Linked DNA regions of Mus musculus: region 1 is linked to region 2. A link is a contact called in public promoter capture Hi-C data. All regions are on one chromosome and are shown on one strand. Each heading gives the region's core, a stretch centred on a gene start, on an enhancer-like site or on the middle of the called end of the contact. The rest is flanking DNA. Distances are from core to core; before and after follow the strand shown.

Region 1 (3,141 bases), core at 454-2,953, 200 kb after region 2:
TCACAGTGGATCAAAGCCCAACAAAAGGCAGTGGACTCGAAGGCAGCAGATGAGAGGGCCTCTGAATGGGCCTCTACCACACTTTGTACTTCCGGACTGGACTCTTGTAAGCACTGGATTCCATAGACTTGTAATAGAGGTGAAGCATCATCATCATTATCTAGCAGCAGGATCAAGGGAGATTTTATTTTCTATCTCAAAAAAAAAATCATTGTTGTAGATTCAGATTTCTTCTCTTAAATGTCTGAATATCTGTCTTCAAGGGAAAATCCTTTAGTCAATTTGAAGCAGACAAGTAAGCAAATACCTCAGTGACCATTCCTGGTCTGTAGTGGTAGAGATGTGTGCTCTAATACCAACCTCTAGTTCATAAAGTAAGCTGGTGTATCCTGGTACACACAGTGCGGCCACAGAACACAACACAAGCTCTCCCCGATTAATTCGTGGTAGCCTAGCTCCTACTGAACATCTTTCTGGCGGCTCAGAGCATCTCCAGGGCTATAGGACAGTGTAATTTCATTCTTTCTGACTAGCCCTTGAATCACTTAACCCAAACAGTTCCTACATACACATATGCACACATGTGCACACACGTGCACACAGATGCACACTATCATAGAAAGCCTTCTTTGTCCTTGGCATCGTTCTCCATGTATTTGACATGCAGGCACAAGTGCATGAGTGCATGCACACACACACACACACACACACACACACACACACACACACACACACGCATACTGCCACAGCAAGCCTTCTCCGTGGCATATTTCCTGGTGCTCCTGGGTCATTACCTGGCCACAGGTCCTCCTGTACTGCTCATTTTCAGTCAACACCCCTAGCACGGTTCTCTGTGGGGGATCCTGGCCAAGCTGAGCTCTGCTGAGCATTTGACAAGCATCAGGACCTTGGCCCACTGGAGGCAGAGCGACTCCACTCTTGGAGCTCTGGCGATGCATTGCCTAGTAAGCCACAGCCTGCTGCTATCCAGGAAAGAGGAGACACAGTTAGTTTACCTCTCAACCTAGGGACCCGGAAATGCAGAGAACTCTGGAGTGCCAAGCTCCAGAGTCACTACCAATGTCCCAACTTCCCGACAAACATTAAGGTCCCAAGTGACAGCTCAGGCATCAGAGCAACCAACTCAGAACCAAACAATGGCTGAATGGGCTTTAATATGACCCCAGGCTAAAGGTTGCAGAGAGAGCCGGATGGAGCCCAAACTCCACGCCAGGATTGTCTGCCCACATTGATTTAGGGCAGAGGGAAGCAGAACCTAAGATTCCTGATCCTCCTTCCCTCGCCCCCTTCCAGATTTGATTCAAAATCCAAGATCCCTGGCTGGGAAAAGGTGAGTTCCCTTCCCAAGTGACAAGCAGGCGCTTCTCTCCAGAAGTAAGGCCCCCAAACCTGCTTGGGAACCCACAGCAGGCCCTGCTTCTCAGGTTCTTCTCTGTCTGGGCGATTAGCAAGCGCACCCCGGCCGGGGCCGGGCGGGCGGGGCCGTGCGCGGAGGGAGGGGACCCGGAGAGGAGAGATTCCAGGGGGCCGGTTCCAGCAGCCTCGGCTAGTGCGCTCGCCACTGAGGACTTTCGACCCAGCCGCGTCTGTTGAATCAGCCAATCAGCGGCCACCCCGAGCCCAGCAGAGCCGCTTCCATGCCAACCGCGGCGGGCGTGCGCCCGGGTCCTCATCGTCCTGGCGACCGCTCACCTGCAGCTCTGCCCGCTGATGCTCGGCCCCCGGGGCGCTGCCGGGCGGGGCCAACCGCGCAGCCCCGGGCTCCTGAACCGCAAAGCCAGGCGTGCCAGGCGCACCGAACCGCACTGCACCGCACGTCGCCACTTGCACCCCTCTGGTCGATGTCACCAGGGAGGGCTGACGGCGGCTTACACACGGTAGCCTCCCTGAAAGGGACAGTTCCCCAGGAGCCGGTTCCCCCAACAGCTACGAACCCCTCCCGCCAACGTCTCCTGCGCGGCCCGCTCCCGAGAACCCTGGCTCGGGAGAGCGACGCGGGGTCCTCGGGCTGAGGCCGCGGCGCCCTCCTGGCCGGCCCGAGGGCGCGGCTCGCTCCCCTTCCCCATCTCCTTCTCTCGGACGCCTGCCCCACGGGCTCCCGACCCTGGGCGGCGGAGGGCTGTGCCACAGCTTAGCCTTCCAGGGTGGTCAGGGGCCGGAAGTGTGGCAAAGGGAGCCGGGAGAGATTTGGGGCCGTAATGTAACTCGAGGTGCCCCAGCCACCCGTGAGAGGTCTTCCCCTTGGGCACCGCTGGTGCGGGGAAGAGGAAGGAATGCGGGGAGCCTCTGTGGCTTGGATGTTGAGAGATTCTGAGCTGAGGTCATTGCTCCGATGACCCGGCCACGGCCACGTGTGAAAGGAGAGTCCCAGGACTGGGAGTGGGAGTTTAACCAAAAAGAAGGTTCTAAAAGGGCAAGGCAATTCTTGAATCATGGAAACCCTGGCACTTGTAGAGGTGACAGGCAATCAGCAAACTGAGTTTACATAATTGGTTAACTTTTTTTGAAAATATATACACACGTGTACTCACATATATGTGAGCACCAGATGTATATGTCTATGCATCATATATCAGTATATATGAGTGTATATGCATACATGCACAGACACACACACACACACACATCCTGTAACTGCTTTTGCTTAGAAATAAAATCCACCCCTAAATTCTAAAAGCAGTTCCAAAGGCCATCCAAACTTTAAGCAAAGGTCGTTAGCCTGCCTAAGTGTATTATTAATTGATGCGTTCACGAGAGAGGGGGTTAGCAGATGTGAACTGTCTCAACCGACTAGACGCAGAAGATTCTAGGAAAAGTGTGGCCCATCTTGTGGAGAGGGCTTTGCGAAGCGTTTCACCAACCCATACTGGATGCAGAAGCGCAAAGCTTCCTTGTTCTGGATGACATGTTGCATCCTCTAATTCTCAATTCTCGTGCCTTCAAACATGGAGACAACACACAGGATGCGGGAACATCTTGGTTGCTGCCATAGATGTTCATAAGTCATCCAGGCCCAAAGGAGCTGTTTTGCAAGGTGCTCTGACTGGTGACAGGCTATGCCTACGCGACTTCCTGGAAATCTCCCAAGAAAGCCAAACCGTTGTTGTGATTGCTGGGTGT
Region 2 (3,263 bases), core at 344-2,843:
AAAACATCATGACTAAGAAGCAAGTTGGAGAAGAAAGGGTTTATTCAGCTTCCACTTCCACATTGCTGTTCATCGCCAAAGGAAGTCAGGACAGCAACTTACACAGGGCAGGAACCTGGAGACAGGAGCTGATGCAGAAGCCATGGAGGGGTGCTGTTTACTGGCTTGTTTCCCCTGGTTTGTTCAGCTTGTTTTCTTATAGAACCTAGAACTACCAGCCCAGGGATGGCACCACCTACAATGGGCCCTCCCCCTTGTTCACTAATTGAGAAAATGCCTTACAGCTGGATCTGATGGAGGTATTTCCTCAAGGGAGGATCTGTGATAACTCCATCTTGTGTCAAGTTGACACACAAAACCAGCCAGTACAATGGGATTGTACTGAAAGTGAAACAAAAATGAAGACAGACACAAGAATACAGCCTGAGCAGTGTGAAGGGACAGAAGGAGAAACTTACTGTCAGATGGACAGGCAGGACTCAGAAGACTTCATTCTTCCAGGTTACCATTTTAAGATGTCAGAGACATGCACATTTTCCTAGGCTAAAAGAGTGAGCAGAAAGAGCCAAGTTGTAGTTACAGGAGATAGAAGGGTGCAAAGGTATTGTTTAGGGCGCCGAATTTCTGCATGTGTCAGAGAGAGAGAGAGAGAGAGAGAGAGAGAGAGAGAGAGAGAGAGAGAGAGAGAAGAGAGAGAGAAGCAGAAATGGGAGGGCTTTCTTCTAATTTCAGTGTTGGTGAAGGAATAGATAAAGATATTGATATTAGACTTCAGGTCCCAGAGGATCCAGTAAACGAGTCACAAGTAGCAAGAAAGCTGGGCTCAGATCAGCATCAGAGGCTGCTATGCAGGCTAATCAGGCCAAATCTGCATAACTCATCCATAAAAATGTCTGCAGCCATCAGATTTTATTTCCATCCAACTCTGAGAGCAGGCACTTAAAACAGCTGAATATTTTATTAACCAGACAAAAAGTTTATCCGAAAACTTCCCGTAAGGAGAAGCTTGAGTCTAATCCACCCCCTCCATGTCATATTTCTTTGTGACAGATGCTTCTCATTCCGAGTTCTTATTTACATAGAGCGCAGACATATTGTCATTACAGATAATTAGTCTTAAAAGCATTAGCTTTCCTCACACTCGTTTTAACTTCCTCATTCATCCATTAGCCTGTTAAGGAAAATATGCTCGCCATGAGGTTGTGGGTCCGACTCTATTTCTGCTCAGTTGCTGAAGAATTTTGATGACTCCACTATTCCAGATTTTTCATCTTCCTTGCATTTTTTCCCCGTGAAGATAATTGAATCACAAAATTAATTGAATCACAAAATTCGGTGAGAGGTCCCTGAAATATCAGACGACAGATTTGGGCTGGGGAGTCTGTCTATATTAAATGATGAACAAATGACAATATTTTAAGGTTGGGAGGAGAGAGTTTTTCAGATTTTTTTTCAGCTCATCTATTTAGCTAATGACAGCATTTAAAAAGTAAATTATTGAATTTGGGTAGAAAATACAACACATGGTAACCTTTCTGTAAAAGAACATATTGCAAGCAGGGACTCAGTTGGATCCCGTGTACAGCATCTCTTTGATGTGTTTTAACAAAGGCCTCAGTGCCTGCAGTAGTAAAATTGCTCTCCTAGGTTGGTACAGTGTTTTGTTCCAGTTCCAAGATTAGCTGTAATTTAGCTGATGGATACATGTTAAATTATGTTATAAAACTTTAGGAAGGGGATCTGGGTATGGTAGCATCTGCCCAGAACGCAGGAGGAAACGGTTGCAGGGAGATTGCTGGAAATTAGAAGCTAACCTGGGCTACCCAATGATTTCAAGGCCAACCTGGGATGCAGAGTGAGCGTTTATCTCACAGTGAACAAAAGCAGAATTATACGGAAAAGGAAAATGTGAAATAGACATTTTGGGGTTCTCAGAGGAAAAGGAGAGAAGAGAATATTTGATAAGATATCGACCAGGGAGTTTCTAGGATGACTGAAACACATGGATACTTAGATTTTAGAATAAAATTGGAATTGGAAGCACATGAAGTAAAATAACTCTACAAATATGTGTCAATATCAGGGTAGCTTTAGGGCCTCAATATAAGAAGGAATAGAAGTAAGTAGCCTATGTTGTTTGCTTGGGCTCTTCACTTCTAATGAGCTCTGGAGACAACTGGAAAGCTATAAAGAGTGCCGACATGGCCTTTCTTCTCTAAGACTGATTCAGGTGTGCCCAAGGGCAGGATTTGGGACCCATGTTTCTAACTAGCTTACAGGTCACACTCTAGGGTGACAGTATCACTATTGACAGTACATGACACTAAGAACACAGGTTGTGTTCTTGTGTCTGATTTCATTTCTGCTTCACTTTCACTTTATGACCCCACTGTGTCGAGCATCTGCCAGGATTCTGAATTCCCAGAAAGGAGGGTTGCAACCCAAGAATTTTCTTTCACATTTGGTCAGATAATTTTGGTAGGAATAAAATAAATGGGCTGAAAGAGAGCAAACATAACAACAAGGAGAGCTGAGAGCCACAGAGATGGCGCAGTGGCTAAGAGCACTTGCTGCTTTTTCAGAAGACCTGGGTTACATTCTCAGCACCCACACAGCAGCTCACAACTGTCTCCAGCTCCGGGGAGCTGACGCCCTCTTCTGCCCTTTATGGGCACTGCAAGTTTGTAGTGTGTGTGTCTGTGTGTCTGTGTGTCTGTGTGTATGCATGCAAGTACTCATGAACATAAAGTTTTCCAAGAAGATACAACCACACCAATATATTAAAATGCATTAAATTTCAACACATTTTCATGTAAATGTCTTAGGAAACTGAGAACAGAAAGGGACACCAAAATCTATGTACAAAGATCCCTCAGTAAATACTGTTCCTGACAAATCATTAGAAACATACGGTTCACAATTCAGACAAGAGGGCTAAGGATGCCGCTCAGTGTTCGAGCATTTGCCCAGGATGTGCAAGACCTTGAGGCTGATTCCCAGTAATTCTCAACTTCCACTGACCCTTAAGAAAAAATAAAAAGGAAAATCTAGTGGAAAAAAATAGGCTAGCTATAATAGCATGTCTTCAGTATGGAACTGGAATTTTCAGATTAAAAAACACAGAGGACATAAGAGAGAAAAACTAAAGTTGTAATTAACCATAGGCAATGATTATTTACATTAAAAAGCCATCATAATTTTTAAAATGTGAGCAAGGTCACTGTTGCATTTATAATGAGTGAATACTTAAGAAGAAAGTGAAT

Evidence for each region. Promoter capture Hi-C pulls out the DNA fragments that hold promoters and counts their contacts.
Region 1: a contact with region 2 is called in a promoter capture Hi-C map of hippocampal neurons, with 3 times the contacts expected there. The contact joins the promoter of 4931419H13Rik here to the enhancer-like site in region 2. A contact is called at or near these places in 8 of 39 promoter capture datasets (the 3T3-L1 cell line, 3T3-L1-derived adipocytes, Sertoli cells and 3 more), 2 of 484 Hi-C or Micro-C datasets (the N1E-115 cell line and cortical neurons), 2 of 115 datasets of contacts at active chromatin or transcription factors (embryonic basal ganglia and stem cell-derived neural progenitor cells) and 3 of 9 other capture datasets (adipose tissue, embryonic stem cells and pancreatic islet).

The regions. Positions count from the first base shown.
Region 1 is chr3:55,053,539-55,056,679 of GRCm38.p6, forward strand. 4931419H13Rik (RIKEN cDNA 4931419H13 gene) reads left to right here and starts at 1,704. Exons shown (of 8, transcript NR_040593.1): 1 at 1,704-1,898. It overlaps Ccna1 (cyclin A1), which reads right to left and starts at 1,517. Exons shown (of 9, transcript NM_007628.3): 1 at 1,427-1,517; 2 at 795-980. The coding sequence starts at 959.
Region 2 is chr3:54,856,523-54,859,785 of GRCm38.p6, forward strand. No RefSeq gene overlaps it. Among named protein-coding and RNA genes, the nearest start is that of Rfxap, 50 kb to the left of the region's middle. Within about 2 kb of position 1,594, at least 1 of the 459 cell types and tissues checked has an H3K27ac peak or open chromatin away from gene starts, as enhancers often do. A contact at or near this core is called in hippocampal neurons, where this site is marked.